3 separate regions of the Sus scrofa genome follow, and regions 1 and 2 are each linked to region 3. Evidence: chromatin contacts called from public Hi-C and targeted proximity ligation data. All regions are on one chromosome and are shown on one strand. The core of a region is the stretch at or near the end of the contact, and the rest is flanking DNA. Distances in the headings are between cores, read along the strand shown. Region 1 overlaps LOC106510109 (a long non-coding RNA gene). Region 2 overlaps NME7 (nucleoside diphosphate kinase 7). Region 3 has its middle 87 kb from the start of DPT.

Region 1 (4,940 bases), core at 2,097-4,596, 350 kb after region 3:
TCAAAATATCAAACTCTGAAGTTTTGGAAAGAAGTGGTTTCAAATATTATTTTGGGGGATTCCTGTTGTGGCTCAGCAGGTAAAGAACCCAACCAGTATCCATGAAGGTGCAGGTTGGATCCCTGGCCTCACTCAGTGGGTAAAGGATCCAGCATAGCCATGAGCTGTGGTGTAGGTCACAGACATGGCTTGGATCTGGCATTGCTGTGGCTATGGCATAGGCCAATAGATTCAACCTCTAATTTAACCCCTAGCCTGGGAACTTCCATATGCCATGGGTGCAGCTCTAAAAAGCAAAATAAATAAATAAATAAATAAATAAATAAATAAATAAATAATATTATTTTCATAACAATGAAAATACCTTTATACTTTTATGTATGTCTTTATGCAAATTTGCATGACTTTTTAAGATAAAGACACTTCAAAAAATTTCATCTTTTTGCAGCAGGATCTTGATCCCCTGGATGCTTGCCTTCCTACACTCCTCCTTCTCCTTGTTCAGTTTGTAAGCTCAGTCAAGTGTAACTGCTCATTACTGCCCAGTCTGCCTTGTCTTCATGCTTGTTGACACTGCCCTTGCTCTGGTGCTTATTACAGTTCACCTGGGTTACTGCCATAGATTTCTGACTGGTCCTGCTGTCTCCCTCCTTCCTTCTCTCTCTCCTGCTACACTACTTCCAGGTTATCCTTCTAAAAGGAAAATGCAGTCACACCACCCCACCATTAAAACCCTTCCAGCCTCTTCTTTCCACCTTTTCCCTGTGCTCCAGCTATACCAAACCCACCTCCTCACCCCCAACCCCAGACTTCCCTGGATGGGCCACACCTGTTCTGCACAAATGGACCTCATCCACCTGTCAAACATCTCCTCCTTTGAGAAAACATTTCCTGCAAGCATTTGAACAACTCATTTCTTAATACCACGCAGTTCTTGAAGAAACCAAAACCTCAACCAGTTCTCTCAAAGAGATTTCCTTTCCTTCCATTTCTGGGATAACTTATAATCCTCCATATTTTGCAGCCCTATTTTCCTGATCCTCAAGGATCATCAGGAATCTGAGAAATAACAATAAATAATAATTCATAGGCAAAGGAGATAGGGTACCATTTTCTTAAATCTTGCGTCTTTCAGATGGCAAACCCCACAGCACAGATTGTTTAAAATAGATCAATAAACATTTATGGACTCACTATGATATGCCAGGTATTGTTTTAAGTGCTAAGGATGAAGAGATAAAGGAGACATCATCCAGCTCTGGAGAAATTTCTAGCCCACTCCCAGAGCCAGTTGGTAGCTATCAAGGAACGTGGATCTCATTTTGTTACCGGTTGTACCAGGAAATAGGCCAATGAGAGTCCCAGTGAGAAAGCCGCCCAGCTATTCTAATCACGCAGAGAGAATGCGATGCCAAGAGACAGTGGTTTCAGTTTGGAATAGCAGACCACTGGGTCCTTGGCTTCCCCCTTCACTCTCCTGCAGTGACCTGCTTCATTCAGTCTTTTTCAGCACTGGACAGGAACATCTAGGTATTTAGAAGTGAAAAACAATGTTATGAATTGAGAATTTTAAGGATAGGAAATATCACTCGAGAATTACAATGAATCCCCTTTATCTTGGGATGGGTTTACATGGTTCTCAGTCATCTCTGGCTATTCTTGACTCAGCTCAGAAGAATTCTGATGCATTTCTCCTCCCCTATACTCATCCCACCCCACCCCTTTAATTAATTATTTAATTACTTAATTATTCTATCCCCATGGGACAGGGCCAAACTATTTCTTTCAAGTATGAGGAGATATGCTTCTTTCTACTTGGTTGTAGTTCATACTGCTGTCACCATAGTCACAGGAACCCTATTCAGGCCATTAGGCTTCCTGGGCTCGTTTGTTACTTTTGTAGCACTCCACCAAGGGAATTTTGCCCAAGACAGACATTTTCACCTCATTTCATTTCTCTCATCTTCTTCATGATTTTTAAGTTCCTAAAACCCTATTCTATCTCAGTCAGACATAAAAATCTGAGAATTCCCTCAGGGCCCAGCAGGTGATAAGGATCCATCATTGTCATTGCTGCGGCTCGGGTCACTGCTGTGCTTCAGGTTTGATATCTGGCCCAAGAGCTTCTCTATGCTGCAGGCATGGAAACGGAGGGACTCAAGTGGTTCTGATCAGCCCCACACCACATGTACGGCCAACACCTCTACAAGAAAATAAAAGAGCTTTTGAGTATTTGTCAATATCACCTGACAAAATAGCCCTCAGACTCCTCCTTAATGCAACTGTGATCCACTAAGGACTGAACGGGACAGTGGTGGTCCCTCTTCCTCTCTTAAATTTCCTCTGTTTCCCCTCCTATTTTGCTAATAGCTCATAAATTGATTAATTGGTCATATAAATCCAACTAGACTAAATTCCCAAAGGGCAAAAATATGCTTAATCATCTTTCTGTGTTTTCCCCAACAGCTAGGGCCATCCTAAGCACATCATGGCCTGAGAGCCACAGGTCACCTGATGCTCCTCCTGTTACATTACTGACCGCTCCCACTTCCTGACCTGCCCATTTCTCATCAGGACATCTGGACCTCAGCCTTCCCAAAAAAAGTTCCTCCACAGGTTCCATATTTGCTTAAATGTAAGCATATCTGTACCCTTCATATGACCTACCACTGTAGATTGATAGGGATTTATTTTGGACTCATCATAAATGCTTATATTATAAATATGATTTATCACGCAATGACATATCAATCCTATATTATTCTCTGGTAGTCATTTACCCTTTTATTGGTTCTGTGTCCCAAATAACATGGTAGTAAGAGCTCTGACTCTGAACTGACGTGGGTTAAAATCCTGGCTCCCCAACTTACAGTAGAATAGGTAAAATAATACAGCTATTTTACAGGATTGCCATGAGATTGCATAAGCTAGTGCACCTAGAATACAGTGCTGGCACAGAGGAAATCTCTCCTAGTGTCAGCTATACAACAATCCCCAAGTGGGCAAGGACCATCTTTCACTTCTTCATTACCTAAGCACTCAACAGGGGTTACAGGGGTTGGGCACACAACAAATATTTGAAACATACATGTTGACTGATTGGATAACTGCCCCAAAGTGACCACATCCTTCCAAGGCTGATAGAAAACAGTTCTGCCTAAGAATTCTGATGGAAATGCTTTGTTACAGCTGCTGTTTAGAATCAGATTTTGGAACATCATCTGCTACTCCCCTCTGCTGTCTCCAGAGTTACATCACATTTTCCTTTAAAATAAGAACGAATTCCCCGGAGCTGTTCCAGTTGCTAAAGGCAACATGGCTGCAGCAATGAGTCAGCAGCTCACCCCGCAGCCGGCTGCTCAAGCTTGGCCTCGGCGGCTGTGCTCAGCATGTCCTGCAGTGGCCACGGCCAAGCCCCCACAAACTCGGCAGCATCCCACCCAGGGCCCTGTCGCTGTCTGGGGTGCCTGCCTCATGACAGCTTGAAACATTCACAGCCTGATACTGCTGAGTGTGCACAAGAGTTGCTTCATTTCAGCTGCCTGGTCTCCAAAGCTTAGAATTAAGGAATCAGAGCACGTTCCTGCCAAACAAAATTTTCAACAGGGCAGCCTGGTGACCATCTGGATACCAGGAGCAAAGCAAACAGAAAGCTTGCATCCCTCAGTCTGAAAAATTTACTTTTCACTACTGACACTGCCTGGCCAAACCTTAAGCAGGGAAAGGGAGCACTTTGAGCTGGGCACCTCTGAAAACCCCTTAGGGCCTGCATTTGCTTGTCTGACCTGAACACAGAATCTATTTCCTTTTGGCAAGTCAGTGAGATACTTGAGAGCAAAGACTGTGTAGGACTTCAATGCACCTCCAATGCATAATCTGTGTTCAATAGGTAATTAATATTTATAGAGTTCCCTAGTGGCTCAGTGAGTTAAGGATCAGCATTTTTCACTGCTGAGGCTTTGATTACTGCTGTGATGAGGGTGTGTTCCCTGGCCCAGGAACTTCCACATGCTGTGGATAGAACCAAAACCAAAAATGTGATGACTGATGATGGCTGATGAACTGCCAAGCCTATTAAGGAGGGGTGTAATATTGCAGTCCCCACCCGCACCCCTCTTGTTCTCTGCCACGTCTCCCCTCTTCTCACCTCTGCCAAATATTTCCAATGCCCCACTAGCAAAGAATAGCTCACCCTCTCTCCTCATGGGAACTTGGTTTATTGAAGTTGTCCCCTAGAAGCCAGAAGATATGAGTTTTGTTAGTTATGCTTCTGAAGGAAGGACCTTGGTTCCCAGAAGGGTGAAGGAGGCATGGCTTTTTCCACTGGTTGTGGTCATTATAAGCTTTCGTGATTAAAATGGAAAGCAAAGTGAGGGGGTGTTCTCAGTCCCCAAGAATGCATATGTCTATCCTGCCTTGACTGAAAGAAAGCCTGCCTCTCTCTCTCACACACACACATATACATTCTCTTAAACCTTAGCAATTAACTATTACTGCTAATCAAAGTGAGACTGAGGAGCAAAGATCAAAACCTTCCCAAAGTCACACAGCCAGTTAGCATCCTTACCAGGTTCCTGAATTCCAATCCAGTGATCTTTTCATATTATTATGAGATTATTTTGTTTTATTTTCTGGTTTATTTGCTTGCTTTTTTCTGTTTAATACGTCATCAAAGGAGACCCAAGTTCAGGTTTTTCTTCTCTGAAAAACTAGCATTTCCTGGGTGGAGCCCGGTTCCTCCAGGTAAGGGATTTTCCCAGAGCCCGGTTCCTCCAGGTAAGGGATTTTCCCAGAGTCCTGCCTCCCTTAGATTACAGCTAAGTGTTTCATCTTGGGGTGGGAGAGGGTGGATTCACTGAGTTTTTAAATGTTCCTTGTCTCACCCAACATGACAGGACAATTCGGACCCCTCACCTGCCCACATGATAAGTGATAAGAAT
Region 2 (4,653 bases), core at 1,270-3,769, 380 kb before region 3:
ATAAGACAACAGGAAAATAGGGAGTGCTTTGAGAAGCACAGCCTCTGAAGACTGACAGTGAGCATGGACTTAACAAGAAATGCCACTACAAAGTCAAAATAAATAGCTATGCTTTTATTTTTTAAAAAGTTTAGTCGATTTATAGTATTAGTTTTGGCTATACAACAGTGATTCAACATTTTTGTATATTGTACTCCATTTGTATTTATTATAAAATATTGGCTGTATTTCCTTGATGCATGATATATCCTTGTAGCTTATTTATATTATACATAGCAGTTTTATCTCCTAATCCTCTAACCCTATATTGTACCTCCCTGCTTCCCTCTACCTTTTTGTTCTCTATTATGTAAATCTTTTCTGTTTTGCTATATTGATTTGTTTTATTTTTTATGTTCTACATATAAGTAAAAACATACAGTGTTCGTCTTTTTCTTTCTGACTTATTTCACTAAGCATAAAACCCTCCAGGTGCATCTATTACAAATGGCAAAATTTAATTCTTTTTTGTGACTGACTGGTAGTCCATTGTATTCACCACATATTGATCCATTCATTTGTTGATGGCTATGTAGGTTGCTTTCCTATCTTGGCTGTTGTAAATAATGCTGCTGTGAACATTGAAATGCATATATCTTGCCAAATGAGTGTTTTCATTTTCTTCAGATTCGCAGAAGAGAAATTAAGAGTAACATGAAAAATAGAAATATGATTGTTAGAGTATTTCAAGGGAAGACTCTTAGTAAATATAGCTCATTTAATTAAGCCTTTGGATAACATCAATAGCAAAATGCCATCCATGTATCATATATAATTTACTTACAGAAGTCCAAATTGGTACTTCATTACATGAGTTATGTGTGCTTAGTAGCACTTGTGCTTGGACGTCTCAGATTAAGGAGGTCTAACCTGCCCCAAACTCCCTGCCCTGTGTAGCTGCAATGCCCTGACATTCTCAATTGCTTATCCTACCCTGTTTTCTTTTATGTTTTTCTATAATAAGTATTAGCTTCTAAACACAGTGTATCATTTATTATTGAACACATTTATTTTTTGTTTTCACCCACTAGCACATAAACCCCAGGAAGGAAGGGATTTTTGTTTTCTCACTGATACATCGGGAAGGGTACTCATTATACATTTTTTTTTTTTTTGAAAAATGAATGTTAGTGGAGGGAAAATATTAATTACATTTCCATTTTCTATTGCTTAAATACATATTTAGTGTACTTTTATTATGGCCTCTGTATCCAGTCATTCATCCAGAAACTGGATATGCTTTATCCTAGATTCCTTTCACAGTCAATTTTCTAGTGCCCATTTTATAGTCGAAAAATGAAATTAAGGCTCAGAGAGGCTTATTTTAAAACTTAAAAAAATCCATTAATTTTTTTTCCCCCAAAGAACATATCCCTATTAAAAATTAATGTCAGGATTTGAACTCTGTTTTGCCTGGTTCCATCTTAAATTTTTTTTTTATGATTCAAAATCTCAATAACATCATTTCTCCAAATTATAATTGAATATGGCGCAAGAAACTTTTTGAATGTCCACAAAGCACCTAAGAGAATAATTCTCTTGCTGGGTCAGTCTCTGGCCCTTTCAGGATAGTTTCTGTCTGTGACAATGGTACCAATAGATATTTTAAATATGAGAGTGGTGTCATTCTAAACATCTATCTCAAAATTAGCTTTATGACATTCCAATTATTTCCATAACCCATCATGAAACTATCATTTGTAAAATTTTTAACTTTTTTGAAGACACTTTCCTGTGTATTATTTTAGGCTTGGCACTTTTCCTGACTTTCTTCTCAGTGTTTTGAATTTTTTTTCTTAGGAAGGTTTTTGGCTTTCTTGCTCCTCAGGCCCTAGCATCTTCTGTTGCGGTGAAGTCTTGTGTCTTTTGCTCTATACCCACCCCCAGCTTCTTGTCCCTTGTCCTTTACTCCATATGTGCCACCTTAGTCCCCACAGGGATTGGGAAATTTTGATAACTATCTTTTTTTGTTTCATTATGAACCATGAACTTTTTCTTCTTTCTTTTATGTAATTTTGGCATTTAGCTGGTTTCCATTTCCCCCTTCCTCACATCGGCATCCTTGGCCTCACCCTTTTCCAGTACTTTTTTTCTGAATGTTTCCCACGAAGAGTTTTTCCTTTGAGTCTCTTGTTTCCCTGCCATTTCCTTTCCTTTTTTTTTTTCAAAAAATATTCTTGTATTGATTCCTTTATCTCCCTTTGGCTGCATTAACTGTTTTCTATGACATAATACTGTTTCCATTAAGCTCTCATAGCTTAACATTTTACCTCTTTTTTCTTTCCATTTTCTTTTCATTCATAGAGAAGATCACTTGTTTTGTTTTTCTTCAAAAATAACCATGTTCCAATAAGACATGTCCACATCACAGTCAGAAGGAAGGGCTAGAGTTTTCCCAAAGCAGTGCACACTGGAGATGGGGCATCGCCACTAGCTGGAGCTGCTAGCTTTCCAAAATCCCAAGAGGTCGCAGCACCATGTGCCAGGCCTTATCTTCCTAATGCACATGTGCTGCTTGTCAGTTTCAAATGTCAGCTGCTAGTGGTATTACTTAGAGACAGTAGGCTTTGTGTCAGGATGGAAAGAAAAAAAAAAATTAAACCTTGAGTCCCTGGGAAATTACCATTTTTGGACACCTAAGAGCCTGCCACCTTACCAGTCTCTTATTGGTAAAAGCCACTGACACCGGTGCCAAGTTTGAGCACAGGATCAGTTACACTTGGCATGAATTGTACTGAGCCATGGTGTTCTCAGGATGTCGTTAGAAAGGCATTTTATTTATATCTCAGGGAGACTGTCCTAGCACTTGCAAGGCCAAAGAGAAGGACTTCAGGGACCCTTAAAAAAAAGTGCAGAAAAGTGAATGGGTAGCACAAAATTAATTACCCATTCACTTTTGAATATTGATTTTTGATTGGTGACATTAGATAGCAAAACAATAATCATTGCTCCTCTGTACTAAGTGTAGGCATGATCTTTTTGAAAGCACTTAATTAAAATATAAATAACTCATAATATATATATATAATTCTATATATATATATATATATATATATATATATATAATTCTGTACTTTACTATGAAATCCTTTCAGTAATGCTTCAAGACAAGGTTTCCATATACTCTAAGTAAAACCCAAATTTGAGACATTTAATGTAAAAAGTAAAATATATATGATATGGATTTTTAAAAAAGCTTGTTCTCAGAGAAGATTGTACATTTCAGAATTAGCCAATGTTATCTCTCAAGATTCCTCGCTCCATTATCTTCTGAAGCTTTGCCGCCTAACTGATATGCTATTTTCAAGTTGCTATGAGTTGTTTTCTCTCTTTGTCCTGTCTAATACATTCAGTAGACATTTGGTCTCTACCAAAAGGTCCTTGATATTTGCAAGACTATTCGGTCCTGGCCAAAATATCCATAAGGCATTTGGGCCATGCCAAAATGTCCTTGGTATTTGTCCCTTTCAAAATGATTTGGCGTGAACCAGATGCACTCTTGAACATTTTGGATAGAACCAGATTTCAAGGACCTTTTCCTGTGGAACAGATGTCTTAAGAAGCAGATTCTTGTGGACGTTTGGACAAGACCATATGACTGCTAACCATTTCTCTCCTGACTCTACTCATTCCTCAGAGCACCAGTTATATCATAGTTACAAAACCGCTAGAGAGTAAATTTATCCGGAGGAGGGTTGAGTATACCATATTTACTTTTTCCTTCTTTTTCATGTACTGTTTTTCCTTTAAGACACCACAAATTGCCCCAACCTTGAGTAACTTTTGCCATCCTTTGAACTCCTCTCACTCATCGTCCATACGTCTTATCTGGAAGTAGATATGTGTGCTCCTTGTATAATTTTCTTTTATGAATGTTCCTCACCCCCTGGTTTAGATACTAATTAGGAGACCTGTCTTATACCTTTTCAGTATCTCCAGTATCCCCAAAATGATCTAACACTGTTCTTTCTCAACTTTCATGTACACAGAAAACCCCTCGAGATCTTATTGAAGATTGTGATTCAGTCAGCATAGGGTAGGGCCTGAAATTCTGCATTTATGACATTCTCAAGTTATGTGATACAGTTGGTCTGCAGGTGATACATCAAGTGTCCTGTCTGTGGCAGACTTTCAACAAATGTTTGCCGATGCTATTTGTTTCATAAAAGAACAAAAGATTTGCATTTTGTTGAATGCTTCATTTGTCTGCAATATGAAAACAGCACTGAGACGTGAAGATAGATTTAAGTCAATTTCTGTGAATAACTGAAGGTGTGGAATGTCTGTTTTTTGTTTTTTCCTGGTTTATCTATATGATCAATAGGACTGGATTTTAGCTCACTCATTTTAATAGATACCAGATTGGATGAGAGTATATGTGAATACCTTCTATGCCTGGATTTACTAGGCTTGGGCTTAAAAGTACAGGCCTTTATAACACATTTTCAATCATCTGAGTTATCCAGTCTTTTTCTGCTCTTACTCAGTACATCTGGCTTTGAGGAGCAGATGCAGATTTTTCCTGGTAAACTCAAATCCTACGGGCATCACATTTCCAGGTCAAGAATTAGTCATAACCTTACTCTAAACTTTATAAAATTTTTCCTATCTTTT
Region 3 (4,389 bases), core at 1,592-4,091:
CAAAACTGAAGCAGGAGTTATCTTTCCTTCCCCATGCAACACTTATATGTTCTGGAGTACAATACATTAATACAGACCTTTCTCAGGTCTCAAATCTTGAAGAACCCACTGTCTGCTAATCTATGGCTTATTTTTTTTGATAAACAAATGGCCGAAAAATTATATTGTAATGAGTTGCTGTTCTCTGGTAAACATATTTGAAGATATTTAAAGCACAGAGCCCATTTAAAACTCATGGTCATAAGTAGTGGTTCAAATAGTGGGAATTTTGTTTACTGTGACATACTGGTAGTCAAAATATACTACACAGTATGCTTCTACATACCCACAGTCTCCATTGGAATCACAGAATTTTAAAGCTGAAAGGGACTTGGAAATCCCTAGTCGGTTACTCTCATTTTAAAATAAGGAGGAGTTCCCGCTGTGGCACAGTGGGTTAATGATCTGATTCATCTCTGTGGCATGTTCCATCCCTGGCCCAGTGCAGTGGGTTAAGGATCCCTCGTTGCCATAGCTGTGGTGTAGGATGCAGATGTGGCTTGGCTTCAATCCCTGGCCCAGGAGCTTCCATATGTTGCAGGTGTGGCTGACAAAGGAAAAAATATATATATGTGTGAGTTTATATATATATATATATGTTTATGTATATTTATATATATAAAGGAAACTGAGGCCTGGAGAGGTAAAGACAAATAAGTAAGCAAACAAACTCAATTTATCCAGAGTCATGAATCAAACCAGCAGCAAAATAGCAGGACCAAGCTATGTGAGAATAAAATTCAGGTCTTTTGATGTGTAAGCCACAGTTTTTAGCAATTTTAATAATTATCACTTGCCTATTGTTTTAATTTAATTGCTGATTAATAACTGATGTCGAAGATAGTTAATGGGTCTCATTATGTGAAGAAAAAAAAATCCTGGATATTAGTTATGAACCAATCACATATTAACAATTTTCTCTCAAGTTATATCAAAGAGAAAGAAATTTTCATTCTCTAAGATAGAAAGACTACATTTCCAGGTAAAGTAACTGATCTAAAGTTGTATAAATATCAGAGGTTTAACTGGGATTGACACTCAGATTATTGGCCTTCTCCTTGAAGTCTTTGTCTTGAAACCCAGAACTTCTTCGTTGGGCTCTTATTTCATTCTACATTTCCATTTGTAAGTTTTAAACTAGTAAGTTAATCCATACGCAAATTTTTATGAATGTCCCAAGGTAACTGCCAAATGAAATTCAAAGAAGCAGGGTCTCTGCCATCAAGAAGTTTTCATTTGGCTGCAAAGAGTCTCAGGAGGCATGTTCCATCCAGTTAGATGAAACATCTAAGATAGTTAGGTGACCATATTATTTGTAAATTTCCAGAGATGGTTTTAGGCTTATGATCTTGACCTGTAAACCTTGGAGCAAAAATAGTAACAGTAAAATTAACAAATAAGGGCAAAGCTGTAGACTCAAGGGTCTAGATGCTCATAGACTTTCTGTCGGGCATTTTCACTCTTATCAAACCACATATGAATGATGCTGACCTTTTTAGTAATTTGATTCTGACAATGGCACAGCAATGACAGAGCTCAAAGGCTGACAACCTAATATGGGCAAGCCAGAGAAGTAATTACTGCTTTAAATCAAAGAACAGTTTGTGCCCTATAGTAGGAAAATTCTATATTAAACAGAAAGTCCTCTATCCTCCATACCATATGGCATTAACCATCTTCCTATGGGTTTACTTCCCTGAACTTGGAAAAAGAGTCTGCCCATTTGGGCCTCTGGATATAAAAGGTGTGCTGGTGACCATTTCATTTTGCCATTGAGTCTTAGGTTTGGAAGAGTCCTTACCAATTATCTCCTCTAGCTTCCTACCCCAAATAGTATTAACTTTGAAAAATGGACTGCTTAGATGCTTTCAGTAATGGGAACTCAGCCCCTGCAAGGACCCCATATATCTATCCTCTCAGGCAGGGCATTCAAAATAACTTTGGGCAAGCGGATCTAGGAATCATTGTCTTCTCTTTAGTTCTTTCCTCCTCATTCTCTTCATATTCTTCCTCTAATTTGCAATGATTTCTGAGTATCCATTGAGCTTCCAAGATATTGATTCACAACTAAATGAAGGACCATATGAAAATGTGTTTTCGCAGCATATCCAGCCATACTTTTGGATAAGAAGGGGAAGAGCATTAAAGAAATTTTTGCTTAAAAAGTAAACTCAGTTTGTAAAGGGCTAATTGAATTCTCTGTCTAGCCATTCCCTATTTCCCCATGGCACTGTACTTTTCCTGGAAAAATTTCATCAGGCTGGAAAATTTAGCTTTTGGTTTGTTACCAGATTCATTTCCTGTCTCTCATGTGTTTTATCAGAGTTAGCTTTTAAACAAGGAGAGAGACCTACTTTCTCACACTGAGAGCCAAGATTTTAAACCTTTTTAAAAAATTACTGACTTGCCTAATGATCAAGTTCACTTCTTGAACATTGCCCTGGGCTGTTCTAAACCATCCAATTTATTGTAATTATGGATGGTACATCCACAGGGCAAAGACTTAATGCAGGCTTATTGTCCATATTTACTGAGCTTCCTAATTTTTGGAGCATAGCTAATGGTTAATTCCTATAGAGCCACCACTAACCCATATATCTATCACTTTTGCTCATTGGCAAAATATCCCATCTTTGAGGAGATGCAACTCAAAGTTGTACAACTTGGCTAGCAGAAGAAGACTTTGTGAGAAGCAAAAAGTCATCCCTTCCTCTGTAAAGATGTTGCCCTATGCCAGGTCTGTGCTTTGCCTTGCGTAATAAGTACAGAGTATACTGTAACAAACAAGCTAAAAATTACCAGTGGTGTATTACCATAAAACTTTGCCTCCAGTTCACACTAAAGTTACACATCAGCCTCCCACAGACAAGTAGGGGAAGAAGAGAGAGGGTGGAGAAGGCCGACATGTTTCTTAACCTCCTTTGCCTAGAGATAACACACATCACTTCTGTTTATGTTCCATTAATGCGAACCAGTCATTTGGACCCCCTAGGTGAAAGGGGGAGAAGGAGTTGGAAAGTATGGTTCATAGCTGGGCAGCCACATTTAAGATTCAAGATTTCTATGCCTGATAATTTGATACAATGCATTTTGAACAAGTCAAGGAATCTGTGCAGCCTCCATGCATGTGAGGATCCCATGATGCTCCTATTGATCAACTGTGGAGACTTAGCTCCAATGGCTTTTCAGATACCAACTGCTTCAGGCAGAGAAGTCATGTGAATATGGACTAGGAAGTCAATTAGGACTTGATTTTAAAATCTAAGAAAGTGTTTAGCCACCCATTGCCTTGGTTTTCTATCTATAAAATACTTTAAAAGTGATTAAAAAAAATTTCCCGTTAAGAATAATGAATGAAATGACTTGTTTGTCTCTGTTCCTTTCTGAAATCCCAGTGAAATGGTTTATTTATTTTATACGTGTAAAAATGTTATAATTTGTAAACCTGTAAGGACAATGGCAGAAGATTAATAACATCTACATAATTTCATATGACAGTGGACTCACGATGATAAGTGATTTGAAGCAACAAAGCTAGTAAAACCTTCCAAATTAGGGTGGCAGTGAGGAAAGCCAACAGCAAGCAAACTGACTTATACAATAAAACTATATAGAGGCTCAGGATTAGAAATACCAGCCACTTTTGTCAAAAAGAGTTTAGGGTGGAATTGAAAATAGGATTGACTGCAAACATCCTGGGAGCCAAGGAGGTGTGTGATGCCACACAAAATGTGGTGCTTAGAGGACAGTTTGCAAACGAAAGGGTAAGACACCCCTGCCTGGTTCCCAGACTTCAAGAAGTTAGGATTATTTTCTCTCTTCTCTGGAAAAACTTCTGGGCAAAAGAAAAGGTGTATATATACTGCTATTACTGCTATACTGCTATTAGGAGGGAATTAGTTTCTTACTGCTCCTGAAACAAACTACCACAAACTTATCAGTGTAAAATAATAAAAAAATATTCTTACAAATCTAGAGGATAGAAATCCAAAATGAGTATCACTGAGCTAAACTCAAGGTGTTGACTTTTAGGGGGTTCAGGAGGGTATTATATTTCTTTGCTCTTCCTGTTTCTAGAGGCTTGCCACTTTCCTCACTTTGTGTCCCTCTTCTTCCATTTCCAAAGCCAGCAATGGCAGACCAAGTCCTTCTCATGCTGCGTCTGTCTGGTTCTCTCTTCCAATTTCCTCCTTCCACTTTTAAGGACCCTTGTGATTATATTTAGATTTCTATGTGGTCATGCCCAAATTGACAGAAAAAGAAAACTTTCATCAGAACTTCATAAAGTTCTCTATCATTAAGTTCTGATACTTTTAATTTGCTTTACAAATATTAATTAATTTTTAACTC

What was found. A called contact is a pair of places that touch in the nucleus more often than the background predicts.
Region 1: a targeted proximity ligation map of skeletal muscle shows a contact between it and region 3. A contact is called at or near these places in 2 of 47 Hi-C or Micro-C datasets (embryonic fibroblasts and mesenteric adipose tissue) and 1 of 2 datasets of targeted methods (skeletal muscle).
Region 2: a contact with region 3 is called in a Hi-C map of skeletal muscle, with 7 times the contacts expected there. A contact is called at or near these places in 1 of 47 Hi-C or Micro-C datasets (skeletal muscle) and 1 of 2 datasets of targeted methods (skeletal muscle).

Annotation. Positions count from the first base shown.
Region 1 is chr4:82,544,070-82,549,009 of Sscrofa11.1, forward strand. All of the region lies in intron 4 of LOC106510109 (a long non-coding RNA gene), which reads right to left. Among named protein-coding and RNA genes, the nearest start is that of XCL1, 110 kb to the left of the region's middle.
Region 2 is chr4:81,822,027-81,826,679 of Sscrofa11.1, forward strand. All of the region lies in intron 11 of NME7 (nucleoside diphosphate kinase 7), which reads left to right. Among named protein-coding and RNA genes, the nearest start is that of ATP1B1, 110 kb to the right of the region's middle.
Region 3 is chr4:82,198,325-82,202,713 of Sscrofa11.1, forward strand. It overlaps the pseudogene LOC106510108. Among named protein-coding and RNA genes, the nearest start is that of DPT, 87 kb to the right of the region's middle.